Linked DNA regions of Mus musculus: all the other regions are linked to region 2. Evidence: chromatin contacts called from public ChIA-PET, Hi-C, HiCAR-type, HiChIP or PLAC-seq and promoter capture Hi-C data. All regions are on one chromosome and are shown on one strand. Each heading gives the region's core, a stretch centred on a gene start, on an enhancer-like site or on the middle of the called end of the contact. The rest is flanking DNA. Distances are from core to core; before and after follow the strand shown.

The links. Promoter capture Hi-C pulls out the DNA fragments that hold promoters and counts their contacts. A called contact is a pair of places that touch in the nucleus more often than the background predicts. ChIA-PET counts read pairs in DNA pulled down with a chosen protein or histone mark. HiCAR-type assays count read pairs that join an accessible place to other places. HiChIP or PLAC-seq counts read pairs in DNA pulled down with a chosen protein or histone mark.
Region 1: a contact with region 2 is called in an RNA polymerase II ChIA-PET map of memory CD8 T cells, with 14 read pairs. The contact joins the promoter of BC004004 here to the promoter of Zfand3 in region 2. A contact is called at or near these places in 1 of 484 Hi-C or Micro-C datasets (erythroblasts), 3 of 115 datasets of contacts at active chromatin or transcription factors (bone marrow-derived macrophages, memory CD8 T cells and pancreatic cancer cells) and 1 of 9 other capture datasets (adipose tissue).
Region 3: a contact with region 2 is called in an H3K27ac HiChIP or PLAC-seq map of embryonic stem cells, with 8 read pairs. The contact joins the promoter of Dnah8 here to the promoter of Zfand3 in region 2. A contact is called at or near these places in 8 of 115 datasets of contacts at active chromatin or transcription factors (bone marrow-derived macrophages, differentiating embryonic stem cells, embryonic midbrain and 3 more) and 1 of 9 other capture datasets (embryonic stem cells).
Region 4: an H3K27ac HiChIP or PLAC-seq map of embryonic stem cells shows a contact between it and region 2, with 5 times the contacts expected there. The contact joins the enhancer-like site here to the promoter of Zfand3 in region 2. A contact is called at or near these places in 3 of 39 promoter capture datasets (the HPC-7 cell line, cranial neural crest and embryonic stem cells), 12 of 115 datasets of contacts at active chromatin or transcription factors (bone marrow-derived macrophages, embryonic hindbrain, embryonic stem cells and 4 more) and 3 of 9 other capture datasets (adipose tissue, embryonic stem cells and liver).
Region 5: a promoter capture Hi-C map of erythroid cells shows a contact between it and region 2, with 12 times the contacts expected there. The contact joins the promoter of Mtch1 here to the promoter of Zfand3 in region 2. A contact is called at or near these places in 1 of 39 promoter capture datasets (erythroid cells) and 2 of 115 datasets of contacts at active chromatin or transcription factors (memory CD8 T cells and stem cell-derived neural progenitor cells).
Region 6: a HiCAR-type map of embryonic stem cells shows a contact between it and region 2, with 4 times the contacts expected there. The contact joins the enhancer-like site here to the promoter of Zfand3 in region 2. A contact is called at or near these places in 8 of 39 promoter capture datasets (the HPC-7 cell line, HPC-7-derived erythroid cells, cranial neural crest and 5 more), 3 of 484 Hi-C or Micro-C datasets (the HPC-5 cell line, cortical neurons and muscle stem cells), 20 of 115 datasets of contacts at active chromatin or transcription factors (the NIH/3T3 cell line, bone marrow-derived macrophages, differentiating embryonic stem cells and 12 more) and 1 of 9 other capture datasets (pancreatic islet).
Region 7: a Hi-C map of liver shows a contact between it and region 2, with 2.7 times the contacts expected there. The contact joins the enhancer-like site here to the promoter of Zfand3 in region 2. A contact is called at or near these places in 3 of 39 promoter capture datasets (embryonic stem cells and hippocampal neurons), 1 of 484 Hi-C or Micro-C datasets (liver), 8 of 115 datasets of contacts at active chromatin or transcription factors (bone marrow-derived macrophages, embryonic forebrain, embryonic midbrain and 3 more) and 1 of 9 other capture datasets (adipose tissue).

What each region holds. Positions count from the first base shown.
Region 1 is chr17:29,267,002-29,270,465 of GRCm38.p6, reverse strand. BC004004 (cDNA sequence BC004004) reads right to left here and starts at 1,678. Exons shown (of 9, transcript NM_030561.3): 1 at 1,464-1,678.
Region 2 is chr17:30,003,592-30,006,761 of GRCm38.p6, reverse strand. Zfand3 (zinc finger, AN1-type domain 3) reads right to left here and starts at 1,723. Exons shown (of 6, transcript NM_001356265.1): 1 at 1,454-1,723. The coding sequence starts at 1,524.
Region 3 is chr17:30,625,477-30,628,602 of GRCm38.p6, reverse strand. It overlaps Dnah8 (dynein, axonemal, heavy chain 8), which reads right to left and starts at 1,667. Exons shown (of 93, transcript NM_013811.3): 1 at 1,461-1,667. It overlaps 1700097N02Rik (RIKEN cDNA 1700097N02 gene), which reads left to right and starts at 1,698. Exons shown (of 4, transcript NR_045287.1): 1 at 1,698-1,821.
Region 4 is chr17:30,549,645-30,552,810 of GRCm38.p6, reverse strand. The region is part of intron 1 of Btbd9 (BTB (POZ) domain containing 9); the gene reads left to right. Among named protein-coding and RNA genes, the nearest start is that of Btbd9, 25 kb to the left of the region's middle. RefSeq lists an enhancer at 261-3,166. Within about 2 kb of position 1,885, at least 60 of the 459 cell types and tissues checked have an H3K27ac peak or open chromatin away from gene starts, as enhancers often do. A contact at or near this core is called in the HPC-7 cell line, embryonic stem cells and pancreatic cancer cells, where this site is marked.
Region 5 is chr17:29,346,216-29,349,589 of GRCm38.p6, reverse strand. Mtch1 (mitochondrial carrier 1) reads left to right here and starts at 1,658. Exons shown (of 12, transcript NM_019880.4): 1 at 1,658-2,123. The coding sequence starts at 1,803.
Region 6 is chr17:30,593,126-30,596,431 of GRCm38.p6, reverse strand. It overlaps Glo1 (glyoxalase 1), which reads left to right. Exons shown (of 6, transcript NM_025374.3): 5 at 1-58; 6 at 2,206-3,306. The coding sequence ends at 2,294. Among named protein-coding and RNA genes, the nearest start is that of Glo1, 18 kb to the left of the region's middle. Within about 2 kb of position 1,816, at least 18 of the 459 cell types and tissues checked have an H3K27ac peak or open chromatin away from gene starts, as enhancers often do. A contact at or near this core is called in embryonic stem cells, where this site is marked.
Region 7 is chr17:30,656,931-30,660,442 of GRCm38.p6, reverse strand. It overlaps Dnah8 (dynein, axonemal, heavy chain 8), which reads right to left. Exons shown (of 93, transcript NM_013811.3): 10 at 3,450-3,512; 11 at 2,373-2,474. Among named protein-coding and RNA genes, the nearest start is that of Dnah8, 32 kb to the right of the region's middle. Within about 2 kb of position 2,187, at least 105 of the 459 cell types and tissues checked have an H3K27ac peak or open chromatin away from gene starts, as enhancers often do. A contact at or near this core is called in adipose tissue, embryonic forebrain and liver, where this site is marked.

The DNA of each region.
Region 1 (3,464 bases), core at 429-2,928, 740 kb after region 2:
TAGCGTCTCTCACGCAGAACGGACTGACAACCACTTACTTCTAAAAGTTAATAAACAGAGTTTTCCACCTATAGGCCTATCGAGGCTGCCAGATGAGGTGACACACGCCTTTAATCCCAACACTTGGGAGGCAGAGGAGGGCTGGAGACCAGCCTGGTTTACAGAGTGAGTTCCAGGCTAGCCAGGGAGGAAAACCAAACCAAACCAACCAACCAACCAACCATAACTTATCAAAATAAATTAGAACTCTATGAACACATAAGGGTACTGAATTCACACCAGGAGATCCATTATCAAATACACTAAATAAAACCAACTTATCATATGCCCTAGAAAGTGGCAAAAATCGATCACCTTCACTTGAGCCCCATGAACACTTCTAAAGCTATAATGACAAGAGCCCCCATTGCCCGTGTAACCACGAGTGTGTTCATTAAAGGCTGACAGCAGAGAACTCCTACCAATCTCTGGAGCTCAAGATCCTCCCCTTCCTGCCACTGTTGATGTGGCCACCTGTGTGTCCTTCTGGACCATCTTCCAGTTCATTCCCAAGCTCACCTCAATGGTGAAGTCTAGCTCCGGGCCTCCCTCAGCTCCAAAGCCTTCATACCTTATCATGAATACTTGTCTTTCTCTTTACATCTGTCTTCTGCTTCATGTAAGGCCTCTTAGAACTCCTGTGGCCTCTTTACCCCTTACACAGCTATTCAATAGCCTACATAGACATATAATTACTGTGGGATGTGTAGTCTCCGGTGAGAGTTAATATCACCAGTGAAGACTGGAATGATATATTCTATTTTCGGTGATGGCCAGCTGTCAAGGGAAATCTCGAAATCTTGGCAAAATTGCAGCCAACGAAACCCAGTTTGTGAATCTGTACTTCCATTGTGAAAGACATTGTGCCTGGCACTGTGAAAAGACAAACGTGTCCCTTTATGTTTCTGACATAGCATACTCACGACACATGGCTTGCAAGGTTTAAGTCTTAAAATGCAAGGAAACACTAGGCAGCTTATTTTTCTCGTACTGGCAGGCGATTGACTGCAAACGGGTCAGTGTGCCATGCCACGTTCTGAGACGCCAAGTTTATCACATTAAGTCCACATTAAAATAAATAAAATTAAATTAAGTACTTCCTCCTTAACATTTGGGCTAAGATGTCTAAGAAGGGGCCATTCAGGGGTGACGCTAAGGCATCTGTGACAGGTTGGCAAGCGGGGTCAGGGCTTTCGGACACGGCCGCCACGTCTGCGAACCAAGTTCGAGCAGTGTCGGACCCCGTCACCCTCCCCGCGGAGCCTCGGGAAAGATGTCAGAGGGGATCTGCCCCGGGGAGCGGTCGGGGGTGCTGTCAGTCAGCAGAACGCGGACGGGAGCGGCGAGGAGGGCGGCGCGAGGCAGCGGCGGCCGCGGAGGGCGGCCGGCCTCCCCCCTCCCGGCCTCGGGCCCCAGTCACTCACATGCGGGCCCGCGCCCTCTCGGGCTCCTCCCGCCTCGGGGACAGCAGCCGCCGGGCGAGGAGGGTGGGCCAACAACTTCCTGCTTCCGGCAGCGCGACCCGGAAGTGGTTCTCGCGCCGCCGGCCAGGGCTGGAACACAAAGGAAAAGCTCCTTGCGCCCCAGGTTCCGAAACAGATCTGGCGAGGTCGCGGGGCGCGGGGCGCGGGGCAAATCTCGCGGTATCTGAAAAGCTTGTGCTCTTGCTCCCCCTGACGTCCAGATGGCACTACTGCGCCTTCTCAGTCGTAGAAGTCTCAAAATATTAATAACAACAATAATAATAATAATAAAAAAATTTTTTTAGGGGTCCGGACTCATTGACTCAATTCATTCCCATTTACACTTGGCTCACTCGTTTGTATCTATTGACTGCTGGTTCTGTGGTAAGCATCACTAAGCACTGTACTCTTAGGAAACTGCTTCAAGAATTATATATTGTAACATGAACATTCTCACAACACCTGACCATGAACCAGCCAAACAGGTTTATGGAGCTGGTTAACTGACTGCAGGTTTCTCTCACAAATAGGGAGTGGCAGTCAGCAACTGTTTGTATATGTGTGTGTGTGTGTGTGTGTGTGTGTGTGTGTAGTATGTGTACGCTTCTCCATGCACATAAGTGTCTTCAGAGGCACCGGATCCCATGGAACTGGACTTACAGACAACTGTGAGCAGAATGATATAGATTCTGGGAACTGAACTCAAATTCTTTGGGAAAACAGCTTTCTGAACAGCCAAGCCATCTCTCAAGCCTCTATATCAGAACCTTTAACTGATTTCTACCCGGGGACCTGAAACAAAATGCTGGGCTCAGCCCTGATGCTATAACTCAAAAGCCATGGTGACTGTGAGATGGGGTCAGATGAACCAGAGCAAAGACTCCAGGCCACCAGGCCACTCTACGCTCTCCCCATACAGGCACAAATAAGTCTCCTTTCCTGACACCCACTACTACCTGTACCCTCAGCTGACATACTAAGCCTGCCAGAACTGACTTTGTTTTTAACCCCTTAAAATGACAGTTACACAGGCTAGAGAAAGGGCTCCGGAGTTACAAGCACCTGCTGCTCCAGAAAAAGACCAGAGTTCACTTTCCAGCACCCACACAATGGCTTAGAACTGTCTGTAGCTGCCGGGCAGAGTGAGTTCCAGGACAGGCAGGGCTATACAGAGAAACCCTGTCTCGAAAAACCAAATAAACAAAAAAACAAAAAAACTAAAAAGGAGAATATATGGAGCCTAAATTCATCTATGGTGGCCTTGGAAATTCTCAAAGTCCCCTTTTCAGAACCTCACCGAGTGAGAGAACTGGGGTTAGCAGAGTTCCCATCACTTGAAGCTGCAAGGCAAAGAGAGACAGGTGAGACTGCACTGAAGAGGTACAGTTCTGTTTCCCTAAGGACACCAGCTTTACAGAGAACAGTGACGATCAGAGTGGCAGCCTCCTTAGATGACAGGCTGGAAGAGAACAGAGAATGTCTTTAAGAATTTAGGGCTAGCCTTGCAGTGGTAGCGCAAGCCTTTTATCCCAGCACTCGGGAGGCAGAGGCAGGCAGATTTCTGAGTTCAAGGCCAGCCTGGTCTACAGAGTGAGCTCCAGGACAGCCAGGGCTACACAGCGAAACCCTGTCTTGAAAAACCAAAAAAAAAAAAAAAAAAAAAAAAAAAAGGTGTTTCACAGACTGGGCTGCTTTGGGGAGTTTCTTTCCAAGGCATCTCTAGCTGTTCTCTTGAACAGGGCTGGAGGGGGGAAGGGCTGGAGAGATGGCTCAGCAGTTAAGAGCACTGCCTGCTCTTCCTGAGGTCCTGAGTTCAATTTATGGTGGCTCACAACCATCTGTAATGGGATCCATTGCCATCTTCTGGTGTGTCTGAAGAGAGCAATAGTGTACTCATGTACATATAAAAAACAAAAACAAAAACAAAAACAAACAAACAAACAAACAAAAAACCTTTTAAAA
Region 2 (3,170 bases), core at 474-2,973:
AAGACTCTACGGCTAAAACACTGTTACATCTTTGGAATTTCTGCTAAGGCTACAACTTGTCCTAGATCCCTATCCTCCTCTGAAGAATTTTTTGAAAGGATACACTTGAAACCTTCCAGAGATCTGCATTACACTGCACTTTCTACTCTTCTTCACTCCTAAGCATGTCTTTAATTTCTTTATCAACCATTCCTGGAGTATAAAATAGCTACTTCCCAGGGTATCTTCACTAGAAACAGCCAATTTCGTTCATATACATCCCAACACAATCTTTAAAAAGGATAAAAAGCCTGACTCTCAAAAGCTGCTGTAACTCTCCAGTAACCTTACACAGAACTAGTCATGAGCTGTGACCATTGCTTGTTAGGTGACAATCTAGAAAACCCAAAGTGTTCCAAGGACCAACTATAACTGCTGGTAGGAGTGGGGGGGTCCCATCTATCTATCTAATCTATTTGTAACTTCCCCCAACTCACCCTAATGAGGCATGGAATTCTATACTCTGTGTAGTGAACATTTAAAAAGAAAATTTTTAATAGGGAAAGAGAATTTGAGAGCCAAGGAAGGAAGGCAACTCTCACATTCCACAAGCTAGGCTGGCTGGAGGTTCTGTTGAGAAGTTTCTGTTTTCGGTTCGGTTTAGTTGGGTAGGGGTGTTTATCTGTTTGGGGGATTCCTTGTTGTTGTTTGTTGTTGCTGGTGGTTATGATGATGGTGGTGATGATGGTGATAGTGGTGGTGGTGGTGGTAGTGGTGGTGGTGGTGGTGGAGGAGGGGTTTTTTTGGACAGAGTAATTTTACAGACTCCCTGAAACATGTTTTAGATTAAAAAGTAAGACCCTCAACAATGCCTTTTAACTTTACACCCCAAGCCCAAATTCTGGACCCTGGATCTGTTCAAACGTATGACGTGTGAACAGCTTCCTAAAAGCAAATGGGGACTGAGATATAATTTAGGAAGTGATGATGCAAATCTCCCGGGGAGCAGCAGGGAGGAGGGGAGGTGAAAAAGTCAGAGGAAATACCCTCCTGATGGCTGGGCACCAACTCATACCAAGATGAGGGGGAGGCGGACTGGCCTCCACAGGCCAAGGGAAAAGGAAAAGGGGCAACCCTGCCCCGTCAGAAGTGCCAGCGCCGCCACCTCGTCCCTCCGGCTCACCCGTGGCCCCTCACCCCAAGCCGGCCTCGGGCCAGCGAGTCCCACAGAGGGTAGCGCGGCCCGAGCGGTCCTGGTCCTCCTGCTCCTCTTATTCCTATTCCTCCTCTTCTTCCTCCTCCCCCCCCCCCCACCAGCGTCCCCTTCCCGCAGCCCTCCTCAGGCCGAGGCCGCGGTCCCCGCCCGCTCCCCCGAGGCCCGGCTTCCGCGGCCCAGCTTCCCGGGGCTCTGGCCTCCCTCGGGTCCCCACCGCCACCCCGAGGCCCGAGCCCGCGCCCCTGCCCCCACACTTACCCCCAGAAGCCGCAGGGACAGCGAGGCGGCAGGCTGGGCGCTTTGCTGCGCTCGCTCCCGGCGTCTCCCATGGTGCTCGGCGGCGGCGGCGGCGGAGCTCGGAGGCGACGGCGGCTGGGCCTGAGCCCCCCTCGGAGGAAGCGGAGGCGGCGGCGGCAGCGGCGGGGGGCGCGGGGCGGGGGGAGGGGGAGGGAGCGGGCGCGCAGGCGGGCGCGAGTCCGGAGCTCCGAGCCGGGATTCCAGGCGGGTCAGCTGGAGGCGGGCCGCACCACTCGGCCTGCGGAGGGGGGGGGCGCGGCGAGGAGAGGGAGGGGAGCTGCGGAGGAGGGGCTGGGCCGTGCGAGCCGGGGAGATCTGGCGGCCTTGGCGGCTCTCTCCGCCGCCCCCCAGCCACGGCGCTGTCCCGTGCGGCGGCGCTGGCGGGTCCGGGGCTGGGTGGGGAGGAACCCGTAGCCCCCGCCGGCAGTGGAGTCGCAGCGGCCGGCTGTGACGCCCCGGGCCCCCGCTCGCTCCGTAATCCCCTCCCCCGCCCCGTAGACTGCGCTGACCGGACAATGGCCGCTCCGCCCCCTCCCCGAGGCGGACACCCCTCCCGAGGCGGCGCGATGGTCTCGCCCGGGGGAGCCACCGCCGCCGCCGGAGCCCGACGGATCAGCTGGGATCCGGGCGTGCCACTTTGTTCAGAGCCTCGGAGGCTGGGCGGTGCGTGCTCCTCCCGAGTTCCTCGTGCGAGCCGCCTCTCAGCCCTCCATCTTCCCAGGACTTTTACGAGAGCTAGCCTGCGCTCCTGGCTGAGGAAGGAGAGCGGGTTTCAGAGTCCTGTGGGGGAGCTTTGCCTCCACCCCCCAGCTGAGACAAATGGTACGCCCCAAGCGGGCCGGGGGCCCAATTAGTTGTTTGGGGTGACTTGGGTCGGTCCCAGAGCGGCGGCGCATGCGCCTGGAGACCTGGTAGTCTGTCCAGAGCTGGGTGGAGCGTTTCCAAACCCGGAAGTTGCCTAGGTGTCCTGCGTTCACCGCTGGCCGTCTGGGTCTTCAAGGCCACTGTTCTCGCGCCCCTGATGAGTGCCGCGAAGCGTTCCTCCCCAAACTGCCAGCCGCCGGAGAATCTCGCTTCCCATTTCCCCTACTCCCAACCCACTCAGACAGTTCCCCCGGAAAAGTGGCCTCCGTCCTGCCATAAATGAATTTCAGGAACATCTCTAGATAGCAAGTCGTGGGGCAGAAGGAACTTGCCCAAGTGTTTCACCCCTCTGATGTCCTCAGTTGGAGTACCCCAGGTCCACTCCCACTATCTTGATTTGGAAAACCTCCCTGGGGTAAATATGGTTGGTTTGGGGGAGAAGATTTAACTTGATCCCTACTGGACATTAATAAGTGGCCAAACTTGAGCCGTTGAAAGAATTCTTTAATATTCCTTACCACAGTCCTAAATTCTTTCTGTTCTCCAGTCAGCGGTGACCAGAATAGTCCACTAGCGATCACTAATTTGAACACAAAAGAAACGTCCACCAGAACTCTTGGAGAAGTGACCTGACCTTAAGGGGTTTGGAGCCAACTTAAAAGTCCAGAACTTACGGGAAGGCTACCATGTACCCTCTCAACTCCAAGGGAACCCAGCCCCAGAGAATATTACTTAGACTAACTTTATTACCAAATAGTACTTTTCCTTTCCTTTATATCAGTTTGGGCATTCTCTGAGTTTGTTTCCGCTGACA
Region 3 (3,126 bases), core at 418-2,917, 620 kb before region 2:
TGAGCCATCTCACCAGCCCGAAAATAAAATTTTTATTATAAATATGAAGGAGAGCCCTGCCAGAGGCATGTGGAAGAGTCCAGAGCTGGGGAAGAAAGTAGTAGACTAAAGATGGCCAGTAGACTGAATGGGATGGGGGGAGGGGAGGGGAGGGGGGAGGGGGGACAAGAGAGAAACAGGAAGACCTAGAGGAAGACAAAGGAGAGGGGCCCAAGAGGGGTCTGTGAGGAACATAGCTAAAATGGCAGTAAAGAGAAGCTGAGGGAAGGCAAGTCCCTTGGGGGGGAGAAGTTTAGGGTAGGGGGCGGGCATGGTGTGAAGAGCCAGTATACCAGCATGGACTCTGCAATGGGTATTTGTGATGTTGAAAGTGGGAAGTCAGGTTGAGAGTGGGAAGCTAACAGGCTACACAATTAGCCTATTTGGTATGCTAATAGGCACCTCAGTTAGCCATTAGTCCCCAGTTTCTCTTTGATCTCACAGCTACACCTCAAAGTAAGGAGCTCCTCTAAAGGAAAGCAGCTAAGATGCACTGTTAAATACAGCCAACGTGGGTTAATGTCAATAGACTGTTGGATCCAGGGGCTGGAGAGATGGCTCAGCTGTTAAGAGCACTGGTGGCTCCTCCAGAGGACCTAGATTGATTCCCAGCACCCACAGGGTGGCTCACAATCATTTATCACCCCAGTATGAAGGGATCTGATGCCCTCTTCTGGCATCTGTGGGTACCAGGCATGCAGGTAGTACACAGATATACGTGCAGACAAAGCACCCGGAGTCATAAAATAAATTAACAGAAGAAAAGGAAGGAAGAGGGGTGTGGTCTATGCAGAAGTGAAGAAGGTGGGTCCTGTTGGGGGACAAAGGCAGGGAAGCCAGAAAAGCCACAGCTAGCTCAGCAATTTAGGTGAATTCTGTGATGAGAAGTTTGAGCTGTGGGAGAATTGCCATTAAGCATAAGAATGGAAAACAAGTCTGAAAGGAAGGGTGTGTGTGTGTGTGTGTGTGTGTGTGTGTGTGTGTGTGTGTGTGTGTGTGTTCCTGCAAGCAAGGGCAAATACGTGCACGCGCCTGTGAAGGCCAGAAGAGCCTCAACGGTCTTCACATGCCTATGCTCTGAACATAGGCGCTGGGAACACCACTCTGGGCCTCAGCAAAACCAGCAAGTACTCTTAAATGGTAAGCCATGGTTTGGTTTGGTTTTGTCTTTGAATCCCTCCCTCCCTCCCTCCCTCCCTCCTTTCCTCCCTCTCTCCCAGCTTTTTTCCCTCCCTCCTGGTTTCTTTTCTTTCTCCTTCCCCATCCCTCCTTGTTTCTTTCCTTCAACTCCGTCCCCCACACCCCCACCATACATACATGTACTGCCAGGTGCCTCACCACTAACTTCTAACTTTCACTTTTTGAAAGGAGCTGGCGGGGTTGTGGAGTAAGATACTCAGACGTGGATTGACAGGTCTCACCAGCACCTGACAGGATCCCGGCACTTCCCAGGTGGTAGCTTCTACATCCGCCACTCCAAGCTTCGCATCCACCACTCACTCGCCTGCCTGTAAACTGGTGGGAGGCTGTCTTGAACCTTAGACCGCCAAAGCAGGTCCCAACAGTGGCTGCTCTGGTAGAGCTGCCCCCAGTCTCTGCTGCCACTCGGGGCGCAGCCGTTGAGAGTACAAAGGAAGTTGGGCGGTGGCTCAGCCGTTGAGAGTTCAAAGGAAGTTGGGCGAGGCGCCTCACGCGCTGGCTCCTGCAAGATGCTGCGCGCCCGCGGGTGCCTCGGGTGCCTCGGGTGCCTCGCTATGGGGGCCAGAGCTTGACCATCATCAGGTAACTCACCTATGCAGTTGATGAACTGAAACTTTGTTTAGGGTACTCTGGGCACAGCAGAGATGGGAATTGTGAGGGTGGGGCCCCTGTGAGAATTCAATCATGTTCCAGTATCTTGAGAGCATTCTAGAAATCTTTGAGGGGGAAAATGTCATAGAGCTGTGCAAACTGTTAACAATGTTTTCTGTGGACTTTGCATTTCCGGAAACTGCATAGTGTTATATTTGTATAATGGAATTACATAAATGTGTTAGTTTGCTATGAGTGACTGGGGATAGGCTGAGGAGCATGAAGGAAAAGGGATATGATAATTGGTGTTATAGACTTTGAGAGTCCTGGGATAAAAACCTCAGACTCGATCCAGTTTTAAATACAGGATCTATTGTTTGACACCCATAAAGCCAAGTCTCAGGTGTGTCCTGCTGGAAGGGTACAGAGATTTTTTTTTTAGATTTATTTATTTTGGGGAGCAGGGCGGGAGGAGGGTATAGGGGGCTTTGGGGATAGCATTTGAAATGTAAATAAAGAAAATAATAATTTAAAAAGAAAAAAGGATTTATTTATTTATTTATTTATTTATTTATTTATTTATTTATATGAGTGTTCTACCCACATGTATGCCCAAATGCCAGAAGAAGGCATAAGACCTCATTACAGATGGTTGTGAGCCACCATGTGGTTGCTGGGATTTGAACTCCGGACCTTCAGAAGAGCAGTCAGGTGCTCTTACCCACTGAGCCATCTCACCAGCCCGAAAATAAAATTTTTATTATAAATATGAAGGAGAGCCCTGCCAGAGGCATGTGGAAGAGTCCAGAGCTGGGGAAGAAAGTAGTAGACTAAAGATGGCCAGTAGACTGAATGGGATGGGGGGAGGGGAGGGGAGGGGGGAGGGGGGACAAGAGAGAAACAGGAAGACCTAGAGGAAGACAAAGGAGAGGGGCCCAAGAGGGGTCTGTGAGGAACATAGCTAAAATGGCAGTAAAGAGAAGCTGAGGGAAGGCAAGTCCCTTGGGGGGGAGAAGTTTAGGGTAGGGGGCGGGCATGGTGTGAAGAGCCAGTATACCAGCATGGACTCTGCAATGGGTATTTGTGATGTTGAAAGTGGGAAGTCAGGTTGAGAGTGGGAAGCTAACAGGCTACACAATTAGCCTATTTGGTATGCTAATAGGCACCTCAGTTAGCCATTAGTCCCCAGTTTCTCTTTGATCTCACAGCTACACCTCAAAGTAAGGAGCTCCTCTAAAGGAAAGCAGCTAAGATGCACTGTTAAATACAGCCAACGTGGGTTAATGTCAATAGACT
Region 4 (3,166 bases), core at 636-3,135, 550 kb before region 2:
AAAATATAATGCTAATGTGAATCTTCAAAGATCCGCTTCCAACATGATAGAAAAAGAAATGAGATTGAGCTGGCAGGGTGGTGTGGTGTGGGGAAGCTTTGCTCATTGCCGTTGAACCCGATGAGCTTGATCCCCGAGGCCACAAGTGGAAGGAGAACCTGCTCTTGAAAATTGTCCCCGACTCCTCCCATTAATAAATATAATAATCTAAAAAGAAACGGGTAACAGATAGCAGGCATTCAACGATTATTCTCCTAAATTGGAGTCCACGAGTTCTCTGGCTGCTAATGCCTGCAGTGGTAACAGGAGACAGTGGATGGCATCTTAGAAACCCAGCAGTACCACATCCTGGCTTCCACTGTGGGTTGAACACGTGAGGAGGCTGGGCTAGGGCCAGCGAAATCAGTGCCTATGTAGGGGCATGATCGTTTCCATTCCTTGGCAGTATGCATGGTAGGAGCTGTGAACATTGATAGGTGGAATGGAGTTCAGAAGACTTCAAGTGTAGTCGCTAGGTTGCCCAGAGCCCTAGCTAATGCCCCTACACAACTGTGGACAGCAGTTGGTTCCTCTGCCCCTGTGTAGTCATGTTTTCTGAGTTATGTGGGAACACTGAGGATGGTGAATCGAAATCGAACACAGGACTTTTCCATAGAGCTTGTGTCTGTGGCTCTGATTTCAGTCTCTTTAGTTCTTTATATGCCAACATGGGCCTTTCCACTGTATCTCTTTGGCACTAATCAGAGCGTCAGCTCTGGAGTTGCCACGGTTGCTACCCTTCTTCCATCTTTCCAGCTCCTGTTAGCTCTGTCCTTTTTTTCATGTGTACTGGTGGTGGGTGGCGGTGGTCATAACTGTAGTAAATGGGTGAGGTTTCCTTGCATGCAGGACAGTAGTGTTTCTCTATTACTTACATTGTGTAGAAGACAAAAGGGAAGTTTAGGCCAGTGAGATGGTTCACAGCAGGTAAAGTGCTTGTCACCCAGGCTTGACAACCTCTGTTAGATCCCTGGAGCCCAAGGGACCCCAAAGAGTTATCTGACTTCCACTCCCATATGCTGTGACTCGTTTGCCCCTCCCCCATACACAGACATAATAATTCTTTATAAAGAATATTTAAAAAGTGTAGTTTGGGAGGATGTTAACTAATATGTCCAAAGCTACAGCCTATTAAATGGTGCTGCCAAGGCTTGAACCCAGGCAGTGTAAATTTTTTTCTTTCTTTCTTTCTTTCTTTCTTTCTTTCTTTCTTTCTGTTTGTTTTTTTCGCAGGCTGGCCTCGAACTCAGAAATCTGCCTGCCTCTGCCTCCCGAGTGCTGGGATTAAAGGCGTGCACCATCACTTTCGATATCCTCTGATGCCCTGTTCTAAAGCCCCGCTGCCTCCAGAGGTGTGATGGATGCTGCCCTGTGTGCACTTGCAAAAGCCCAGGAACCATGTGAAGGAGAAAGTACAGGGAGCCGGGGAAGTGACTGATGAGTCCTCAGATCTAGAATAGTGTTTTCCCATCTGCTGAGTGAAGTGCAGTGCTGAGTCTTTGCAATATGATGTGTATTTCCAGCTTTGACAGTGGTTTTCTTTGGACTAGCCACAGGACTAGCTCAGTAGCCATGTGTGTTGTTATAAGGCCACTGTCACTGCAGCTTCAGAGGACAGGAGTCAGACATTAGTCTGTAGAGGAGTCAGCCAGCAGAAGAGGCATTGAAAAAAAAAAGCCCCCCCCCCCAACTCCAGCTCCTCTTTTCTGACTGGGGTTTAGGTGGAGTTGGGGTACCAGTGGAGAAGTTTGCTCTCATATCATCCTGAAGTTGTGAGGTGCCTTTCCCGTTCCAAACAGGGAATTACTCAGTATGCTTTGTTTGCTCTGGCTGCATTCCATAGACACCTTCAGAGTAGAGAGGCACTTGTGGGCCACCCACCACTCCAGCAGTTTCTAGGGAAAAGACTTGACAACTCCAGGAACTGTGAATGCCTTATACTGAAATATACAGTGAAATATACAGTGGAGGGAGGTCATGGGGAAGGATAGTTACTTATCTTCTGATGTATGAGCTCTGGGTAACCTACACAGTGAAGAGAGAGGAATTCTTGGTATTCAGGAGTCACTGTCACCTCCTCTTTCAGAGTCTCCTGTGGCTGTGCTGTGCTTAGCTCAGAGTGTGGTGAGCCTTCACCAGTTCGTGAGTGCTAGTTGAGAAGCAGATATCCCTGGAACTGAGCCCTGTGAATGGCTTCCTTCTCAATTTTCATTCTTTCAGTTTCTCCCAGAGGCCTCAGCCCACTAGAAAGAAGCACACAGGCTCCTCCAAAGTAAATGGCACCGAAGGGTTAGGAAGAGGACCAGTGGTTTCTGTCCCCACGAACAGGAGAGCGGGAGTTTTGTTTGGTGGTGAGGTGCTGCAGTGCTGTGGCTGAGCTGTGTGGGCTCTGAGGGCTGCACTGCGCTCCCTGTACTGCAGTGTGTCTAGCCTGAGAACAGTGGGGAACTCTGCACAGCACAGTGCTTTGCTGTGCTTAACCCTATTTGAAAAGAAAGCTGGGAAGTAGCCACTAGTAATTGGGGCTGACTGAGACTAGAGGAAAGGAAACCATATTCCCCTTTCACTTAAAAAAATATTTGTGTGCGTGTGCCTTTGTGAATATATCTTGTGGATGTGCACAGATAAGCCACAGAGGTCAAAGGAGGGCATTGGGTTGCCTGGAGCTAGAGTTCCACGTGGTTGTGAGCTGCCCAATGAGGCCTTTGGTAGCCGGTCAGTCCTCTCCAAGAGCCAAAGTGCTCTTAACTTCCCTCCAGCCCCAAGGAAAACTTTGTAATTAAAGCATTTAGTTTAAATAATGGAGATATTTAAATTACTTATGTCTGTTTTATTCACATACACATAATCACCTACATCGTGACATACTCATATATGCATATCATATAGTTTGCATATGATATGCAACATACCCACCCCCACTTGCCCTTTCTAGTCCCGCTGCAACTCCCCAGGATCCGGCTCCCAGTATGCTTCTACCTCCTGTGGTTTTGTTTTGCAAACCAGTGAGTTTAATTAGGGTTGTTTATAGGAGTGTGGGTAACTTACCAGTGGGCCTAGCATTGAGGAAATGTCTCCTTTCCTAGGAGTCATTAGCTGCCTCTACTCATGGAGGACAGTGGCGCCT
Region 5 (3,374 bases), core at 409-2,908, 660 kb after region 2:
GTCTTCATCCAAAGGCTTCTAGTGGAAGACTGACCTAGGGTGAGAGTATTAAGCCCACACTCACAGTGACACACCTACTCCAACCAGGTCACACCTATTCCAACAAAGCTACAACTCCAAATGGTGCTACTCCCTGGCCCAAGAATATACAAACCATCATACTAGGGAAGGGTACAATACTCTCTCACCTGGACCTCATAGAAAGGAAGACACCTAACTCTGGACGTCAGGCCTATCTTTTGACCACTCAGTGTATATTGTCAAGGGACAGAGGAATGAGAAGTCCTGGCAATCCCAGGGGCTTCAGTTTAGCTGGGTTCCCAGTGTTTGATGTGGCCTGTTTGAATTACCATCCATCTGTCTGTCCATCTGCTCACCCACCTGTACCCAGTCCTGCAAGCCCTCAGCAGCTCTGCCCTTCCTGAGCCGTTCTCCAGATGGACTGGTTAATATCTAACCTCAGAAGTGGCTTTCTCTGCCTCTGCCTCCAGTAAGGACTCTTTCAAATTGTTGAGATTTGTGGCCTTTGTAACCCTTTGAAGTCATTCTGTCACACACACACACACACACACACACACACTTATAATCACAGTGTGATCTGTATCTTGAGATAATATTAGTAACTAAGATGTGAATGAAAGAATTGTGATTGCTAACAGCCAGCTATCAATTGCAGCCAAGGAAATTGATGTAGCATGGTGCACAGCTCAGTCTGGCCTTGAACTCCTATCCTGATGCCTCTGCCTCCTGAGTATCGGGCTTACTTTACAGGTGTGTGCCACTGCACTGGATTGTTACTTTGTTTGCTTCATTCATTCCCTTAGGAATGGTTTCCCTGAAGATATACTTTCTATGCATTCCTATATTTGCGGTGATAGAAGATAGATATTAATGCCAGACAATACAATATGATACAACACAGTACAGTACACGGTAGTACGGTACAGGGAGCCACATTCGGAATGGGCCATACAAAAACACGGTCCAATGGGGGACAGTCAAATACAGATCGGAAAAACAAGGCACTGGGGACAATACGGAGGAAAAGCCCACAGATGGAAAGTATTTGCGTGGGCAAGTGTCAGGAACGTGAGGTAAAACCTACACCACGGGCAATCAGGGAGGGTGCAAATATCTGACCATTCCAAAGACCTTCCTTGCAAACTAGCAAGAGGACAAGGTCCCTTGCTAGGGACCAAAGGGTCCCTGCTGACTCTGAGGTCCATTACCAGAAGACTCTATTATTGGGCAGTTCAAGACCAGCTGAGAGCTGCTGTGCTTGTTCAGAGGTGGAAACAAATCACCGGCTGGAGTAAGCACCTTCCTGGAAGGTGGCCCTAAGAATTGCTCTCAAGGCATGCGTAGCACTATGCTCCAGGCACTAGACTAGAGCTCTCCCAGGCCTAGTTATTTAGTAACTAAACGCAGCCAGCACCGGGCCTTCATAAGTGCACAGGCAAAGAGTGCTCCCAGCCCTCAGCAGCTGTGAGTTACTCAACTATTGAGGGGTTTCTACACAGGTCCCGGGATCGTGCTGAAGGAGTGCAGAAGCAGGGCACACAGACTGAGACTCGTAGGCACGATTGCGGTGACTGGCCTGGTCCGCAAAGGGGCGGGCACAGAGCTGCAAAGAACCCGCCCCGGGCCGGAGGAGGCGGGCCCGGGAGCACCAAGGAACAACACTCGCCCGCCCGCCATGCCCCCTCGCCCCGCGGCGTGAGTGGTGCTGCCAGGACCCTCCCCTTGACGTTCGGGGCGTGGCCAGCACCACGTGACGGGGAGTGACCTCCACGCCTGGCGCCATGGGGGCTTCGGACCCGGAAGTGGCGCCTTGGGCTCCCGGCGGCGCCGCGGGGATGGCGGGAGCCGGAGCTGGTGCAGGAGCTCGGGGCGGCGCGCCGGCCGGAGTCGAGGCCCGCGCTCGGGACCCGCCACCCGCGCACCGCGCGCACCCTCGCCATCCTCGGCCCGCGGCTCAGCCGTCGGCGCGCAGGATGGACGGCGGCCCGGGCGCCCCGGGCTCCGGGGACAACGCCCCGACCACCGAGGCGCTGTTCGTGGCGCTGGGCGCGGGCGTGACGGCTCTCAGTCACCCGCTGCTCTACGTGAAGCTGCTGATCCAGGTGGGGCGGGGGGCGCGGCGGGAGGATGTGGATGGGATGTGCGGTGTGGGGGTGCAGGGAGGGGGCTGAGGGATCTGAGTGATTGACGTGGGAAAGGAAGCGATTTGGAGGTGCTGGGAGGGAGCGAAGGGACGTGAGTGACAGACGTGGGGTAGGAAGGGATTTGGGGGTGCAGGGAAAGGCGATGAGATGTGGGAGATAAGTAGTCGAAGGCAGTGAGCTTGAAATTCCGAAGGGTAATGGATTTGGGGTGCGGAAAGAAGCCACAGGATTGGGGGAGGGCCGAGAAGTTTTGGTGAATGGGTAGATGAGGGCTGGCTGGGTACAAAAGCGACGTGTTTAGAAGGTGAGTACATTTGGGGCAGAGGACAGCGGGGCTCTGGATTTATAGAGATGGATGAAAGCTTTGAGGGACAAAGGAGTGGGCAGCAGGGCCAAAAATTTCAGAGGGAAAGAATGCAGCAGGGAAGAGCTATCGGTTTACTTGAGAAGGAGCCTGTAGATTTGATGGCGACGACAGATTTGGTGGGAGGAGGGGCCTCCGCATTGGTGGAGGGGGGGAGTGGAGCGGTGTCTGGAAAGGGGAGCCAGGAGGCGGCTTTTAGGGGGAAGGGGAGAATGGGATGACGCATTTAGTGGAGGAAGGAAGGAATTGAAGTAATTGTGTCTGCGTGGGTTGGGAATGGGCAGAAAATGGGGATAGGCACAATAGGTAAGGGTTGTCAAAGCTGGAGCAAAGGTAGGGATGTCTGGATTCAAGGATGCTTGGGCACCTAAACGCTTTTTTGCTTGTTGGCAGCAATTCACTCCAATAGAGGATGAGGAAAGGGTAAAGGGGGAGGAGGGATCTGGTTGGAAGGAGGTGTTGTGCATTTGGCAGAATTGGGTGGGTGTGTGATGGAGGTGGGGAGAGTTTTGATTGGCGTGGTTCAGGCTCAGACTGATAATCAAAGATGAAGCCTAGCATTTTCCAAAGGAGTGGGGGATGGGTGGTGAGGATTGAGTTGGAGACCCAGCTAAGATTTGAGGTTTGATTTAAGGCAAGTGAGTGTGAAGATTATTGTACTATCCTTGTCATAGAACTGAGAGAATTAGAAATACATTTGGAATGAGAAGGCCTTAAGAATGGGAGTCGCTGCTGGGCAGTGGTGGCGCAGGACTTTAATCTTAGCATTTGGGAGGCAGAGGCAGTCGGATTTCTGAGTTCGAGGCCAGCCTGGTCTACAGAGTGAGTTCCAGGACAGCCAGGGC
Region 6 (3,306 bases), core at 567-3,066, 590 kb before region 2:
AGTGCCTGTAAGAGATTTGAAGAACTAGGTGTCAAGTTTGTGAAGAAGCCTGATGACGGTGAGTATTTGCTAGTATTTTTATTGTGCACCACCGCACTCGGTTGAGACAGCTCAGTGTGAGACAACCCATGAGCTGGAACAGTTAAGTAGATCATTGGTAGAGCCCTTGCCTAGCATGTTCTGGGGTCTTGGGGACAGCCCCCAGCACCAAAAAAATAAACAAAAGGTCCCAGACCAACCAACCAACCACACAAAAACCCAGAGAGAAATAAATGAAACATTTTAATAAAATTGTTTCAAGTAAATCACTTGCTATGGGATCTTTTCAGTGAGGAAGCAGCTTGCCCTCCATTCAGATCAGCTGCTGGTACCTGACCTGGTTTCCTGGATTGTTGTCTTTTTCTTTGGTCTTCACATTTTTTTTCAAAGATAATATAGTGCGGTTCTTTGAGCCTCCTTTCCTCCATTTCTCCCTTGAAGCATCTTTCACATTTCCCCGTCTTAGCATCTCCACCGGGACCCTTTCCTAAAGTTTTGTGAGGATTGATTTCTGAGACTGATGAATGCAAACCAGGCACAGATAGATGCGTTCTGCTGAGGATACCAGGTTTGTTTCCCCTCACTCTTGAAAACACGGAATCCTTGATAAATCTGCCGTCAGGATGCTGATATTCCTTTGCACTTTATTTTTTTTTTTTTCTGGAGACTTTTGGCTTACCAGTTACTTACCAGTTACTTTCCCCCCTCAAATGTATCTATTCTGAGTTTTCTTTGTGTCTGTGTGTGATGCGCATGAGCAGGCCTCTTCCCTTGTATTCTCTACATTGACAGGGCGCTGTTTTCCCCTGATTTGTAGGGTCATTGCTACTGTTCTCATCCCTTGGCTCCCTAACATTTTCCTGGGCTTAGTTAACACTGTGATAGTTCATAGTGCTCATCACATCTATATATTCTAGTAGCCCTTTGCCCACTGTCCTAATATTTCATGGATAATTCAAATAATCCACTGTTTTGTTTTTGTCTTTAAATATGTGATTATGCTCAATTGTATATTTAATTATGTTCTTGGATTAGTTAGTTTTGCCTCTGAGCTATTTTTTCCAACAACTGTAAGCTGCTGTAATCCACCAGGCCACATGACTGGCAGAAGAGAATAGTCCCCAAGGATTCCCCTGATTTCAGGAAGACAGGCTGGATGAGCCCTGGGCTGGGTTTCCTGCCTACTGGAAATGACAACTCTTCTCAACAGAGGCTTTTCCCCCTCAGCGCAAAGCAGCCTTTGTAGGAGACAGGTCTGCTGTCTTCATCCCTGGCCTTGGATGTGTGGGTGGGGGAGGGGGTGGGGGTGGAGGGATACCGAAGTTAGCAGGTTTATTCCTTCTGGTTTCCTCATTAGACAAGCATTGTGTCCCCCTTGACTCTTGAGGGCGCCTGGCAGTCAGTAGCAGAGGTCCTTCCAGTGTGAGGGCTGGCTCTGATTACCTTGGGGGCGGGGCAGAAACAAACATCTTGTTTATTCTCGCTCAGCCACACGTTCAGAGCTCCTGTTCTGACTCTAAACTACCCTCTGTCTGGATCAGGTTAAATCAGCAGGCCATGCTCACCCGTTCCTCCTCAGCCGTCTTCCTGGAGATTGCTTCACTGTTTCTCTGTTTTGCCCTGATCTGTATTCCTTGACCTTGGGGTCAGGAGGCAGAAACAAGAGTCAAATGAGTTCAGCATCTTAGTCTCCAAATAAATCAATCTCTCAGGGCACATCCATACGTCTAAGTGAACAACTCCATCTTGGTTACAATCCCCAGGAGCCACAGTCTGATTGACAGGGCTTAGGTTACCCCAGGATATTGTCTAATAGGGTTTGCGTGACCCAAGCCGCCGTTGTCTCAGTTGTGCAGAGAGGCCACGTTGCCTGCTCCCTTGAGCATCTCTCTATCTTCTCTTCCTTCCTAAATCATTTCTGTGATTGGTGACATGGTGACCTCAAAGTGAGGCAAGGACTGGGTACTTAATAGAGCTGTTCCTAGGTTCTGGTAGGTCACATTCTAGGCATTGGGATAACCGTGCTACGGTGAAACAAACCTTTTAGAGTGAAAGCTATCAACAACGTATTTTATTCAAGTGCAAATTAAAATTGTAATGAAAACGTGTTTTGTTTTGTTTTGTTTTTAATGTGCCTTCTAGTAATGAAAAGTGTTCATTATACAGGGAAAATGAAAGGACTGGCGTTCATTCAAGACCCTGACGGCTACTGGATTGAGATTCTGAATCCTAACAAAATAGCAACGATTATTTAGTTTCGGGAGAATGTGCCTTTGAGGTATGGGGGACAGCGGGAACAAAGCGGCGTGGAAAAGAAACAGCGTGATTCAAGATGCTGCGGCGACCAGAAGCGTTGGGGACTGATGGGTCTCTCTGCTCCAGTTCAAATCCTCCTGAAACCCTTTTCATTGTCCTGATTCAGTGGGTTTTTAAAAATCTCCCCTCTGTTTTGCCAACCTAATTTTCAAGTAGCAATTTATCTTATGACCTTGACAAAGTTGTGTGACTTTACATTTAAGATAATAATTAGAACAGCTCCCTTTAGAGATCACAGTTGCTACTGCCTGTCTCTTAAAGACTGCTCAAGTCTGTTTCTGATTCATCATTTAGAATTTTGTTTCAAATGTTTCTTTTTGGGGTCTGTTACCTTCTGGGGTTTCAGTTCCTCAGAAATAACTTTCCATAATGGGAAGTACAGAGCAGTGAACAGAAATGAGATTTTTTTGTGTGTACTTCAAACAGCATAGTGTTTATCTTACAAAAGAGAAGGTACTCCTGAGAGCAATTCGGAATCATGCTGACAAGGACACAGATAGAAATACTAATTTTCTTTTTTTCTTTTTTCTTTTTTTTTGTATGTATAAAGTACTTTCAGAATTCAAGGACTAACTTTACTTTTCTGGGAATACGGAGGAGGAAGGGATTAGACAATGGGCCATGCTGTAGCATCCTTTATGTAAATAATGAGTACTGTGGTTACGACAGACAAAGCCACCTGATTGGTCTGAAGGCTTGGGCGGTCAGTGTTTCTAGTAGCTGGGTTATGCCTATGCCTCATGGTACCTCCTGCCCTACTGAGGAACCTGCCGGGAGTCTGGCCTATGCTCTCTGCTCACACTTGGGCTTGAATACCACAGAGAAAGAAGCACAGAGGTCAATAGTACAAGGCTGCTCTAGGGGACACCTGTGAGTGAGCCCCACATTGGAGGGAGTCTTCCCCACCCCATGGTCTTCATGATGCTTGTAATCACGTAGCATGTTATGTTC
Region 7 (3,512 bases), core at 938-3,437, 650 kb before region 2:
AGTCTTGGGTTCTATAAGCAAGCAAACAAACCAGAAAGTAACATCCCTCCACGGCCTCTGCATCAGCTCCAGCTCCTTCGTCATGAACTGCTTGAGTTCCTGTCCTGACTTCCTTTGATGATGAACAGCAATGTAAAAGTGTAAGTTGAATAAACCCTTTCCTCCCCAACTTACTTCTTATTTATGATGTTTTGTCCAGGAATAGAAACCTTGACTAAAACAGCTGGCCAGAATGTTGAAAATGAGAGACTGGGTGCTCAGCACTCAAGGGGACAAGGGGACACCTAGCAACACCCCCTCCCCAACCAAGGATTGGGAATACTGAGGGAGGAGGAAGACGAAGAAGGATGTCAGAGCGGGAAGAGGGTTTGGAGGGCTGCGACATGTTGTTTTCTGGACATAACACAGCTGTTGTATTTATTAACTCTTGGCCGCTGCAGTTCCCTGAGTAGGACCTGCACGAGATCGAGCCAGCCAGACATCAGGCTTGGATGAGGAGGGTGAGCTCCAGGCCCCCCCTCTTATTGCTGACAGATTATGCTTGTAGGTGTGGAATGTCCTTCTTTCAGAAGGCTTTGGCTACAAGTGGGATTCTCAGCTCCTGGGGACAGTCCCATACCAGTGTATTAAATGGACTTAGTGGATCATTAAAAAAAAAAAAAAAAAACAAAAAAAAAACAAGAAGTTGGGAGAAGATACTGTTATGGTTTGTCTATGCTCAGCCCAGGGAGTGTCACTATTAGAAAGTATGGCCTTGTTGGAGTAGGTGTGTCACTGTGGATGTGGGCTTTAAGACCCTCATCCTAGCTGCCTGGAAGCCAGTCTTCCATTAGCAGCCTTCAGATGAAGCTGTAGAACTCTCAGCTCCTCCAGCATCATGCCTGCTTGGATGCTGCCATGTTCCTGCCTGGATAATGGACTGAACCTCTGAACCTGTAGGCCAGCCCCAGTTAAATGTCCTTTCCGAGACACGTGGTCACGGTGTCTCGAAGCCACAATGGAACCCTGACTAAGAGCCATTCCCTATTTCTTGGCTGTCCTTGCCCTTTGCACTGGTTCCGGGGCACTTCTAGGTTTGTTTTTTTCTGAGACTTTTTTCTTTGCTCACTCTGGCACTCTGAGCCTTCCCTGGCTCAGCTCATCTTCCCTTCGGATAAATGATCCTGTCCTGGCACGTGCAGTTTCTTTTATTTATTTATTTATTTTTATTTTATTTTTTATCTAGTTAGGTTTTTTTTGTTTTGTTTTGTTTTGTTTTTGTCTCCACTTGTTAGGTGTAGTCTCTGGACACATTTCAAAGCATCTTCCAAACGCTTGTGCTCTGCTGTCAAAGGGAGAAAGCTGTGTCCAGATGTTCATGTCTCCCTGAAGGTAGCTCCCTGTTGCTTGAGGCCCCTGAGCTCATTCCTTAAGTTACTGAGAGCTGTTTTGCTTCTCGGTGTTTGATGGTTCTTCTCTTTGTCTGTTAGTGCTCTTGATCCCAGGAAAAGAATCTGTGCTTCTCAGGACTGACAATCAAGTCCCACGTGAATGTATGCAGGAGAAGAGATAGCTACAACCTCAATGAATAACGGCAGATGAGTCCTCCTCACAACTATTTTTCCCTTTGCCCATCCATTTCTTCACCTTCTGTTGCTGTTGTTTGAGAACAGGAATCCCATGTAGCCCAGGGTGGCCTCAAGCTCCCTGTGTAGCCAAAGTTGACCTTGAATTCCCAATGTTCCCATCTCTACCAACCCCACACTAGGGCAACAGCGATGTGCCTCCAGGCCTCTTTTATGGGATGCCAGAGAGGAGGCCCAGAGGTTTATGCACGCTTAGTAAGCTTTCTACCAATCCAGCTACATCCTTAGCCCAGTTTCTCCACACTTCTAGAATAAGTGCCTCAGCTTCCTATTTTCCTTCTGTAATTTGAGCACAGGTACTTGTCTAAGGCTACTGGGGGCGGGGCAGGGGGAGGGGCATCTGCCCGGGTCTCTTCTGGGCTGGTTAGTGTTGCTGTCCAACACTGCACACCTGCCAGTCAGAGCCCACTTCAGTTAGTTTTTTCACTTCTCCTGCTACTTTAACTTGCTCTTCTCATTGTTGACTTATAAAATACTTTGTTACTTTGAGTCGTCCAGGGGAAGGGAGCATTGCGCATGCGTGCAGGCGCCTACAGAGCCAAAGGGTTCCGGATTCTCACGGCGCTCTCTACCACTGAGCCAGCTCTCTGACTCCACCAGAGTGAACTATGACAATCCTCTTTTATATTCCCACACTACTCCGTGACGGCTTCCGAGGGAGCACGGTTTCATGAATGAACAAAGGGAACAAGATTGAGCTGCCAGTTGAGAGCTTTGCTTTATGAAAAATGAAACGCTTTTACAAACCTGGATTTTTTTTAGTACAGCTGGCGTTTCCTGGTCCCACACATGGTTTGTTCCGCCGTCAGTAATGTATGCTTTGCAGGCTGTTACCATCTGATTTGTCACCTAAAATAAAGGTAGGTACAAAGTGGCTATAGGTGAATGGCGTTTAAAAGCATAATACATGCGATAAATAATTAATTTGTGGAGTACATAAGTCACAAAATTAAAAACAACAACAAACAAAACACAAATGAAATCAAAATAAAGAAAACCCAAAACATTTACCTACTGCAATTATGTCACTGTCCCTGGGGTCATGACTCCCAAAGTCAAACACATTTTCTATTTGTCTAGTACACTTCCATTTAAGTCCTGACCTAGTCCAAAGTAATGAATGACAGCCACTTAAAAAGGTTACAGGAGAGGGTTAGAGAGTTGGCTCAGCAGTTAAGAGCACTGACTGTTCTTCCAAAGGACCGGGGTTCAATTCCCAGCACCCATGTGGCAGCTCACAGCTGTCTGCAACTCCAGTTCCAGGACCCAACATCCTCACTAAGGCACGTACAAATGCAAAACACAGAATGCATATACAGGCAAAACACAGATGCACATAAAAAAATTTTTTTTTTTTTAAAAAGGGAAAAAGATGGTTGAGTGGAGGACTACAGATCAATGCTTGCCCTGCATGCTCAAAACCTTGGGTTCCATCACTTCAGACAGGTGAACCTCAGGAGATAGAGGCAGGGGCATCAGAGGTTCAAGGTCATCTGCCCTCCACAACATAAAAGAATTTGAGACCAGCCTGGGAAACATCCTGGGCAGAGGGGGAGAGGGAGCGGGAGGGAGAGAACTCGCCATGGTGGGCTGGTAAGATGGCTCAGCAAGTCAAGGCACTTGCCTCACAAGCCAGGCAACCTGGGTTCATTCCCAGGAACACAGGGAGAGGTAGAACAGAACAGACCCTACAAAGTATCCTCTGACCTCCCCGGGCTGCTGTGGCATGCCAACATCAAACACACACACCACCACACCACTGCCGCCGCAGCTGCCACTGCCGACTAAGACTAGGACTATGACTACGAAGACAAAGGCGCTCACCTTGATGAATAATGACGTCATCCTCTCTGATGTATTATAATACCTCGACACACTGTGAATCAT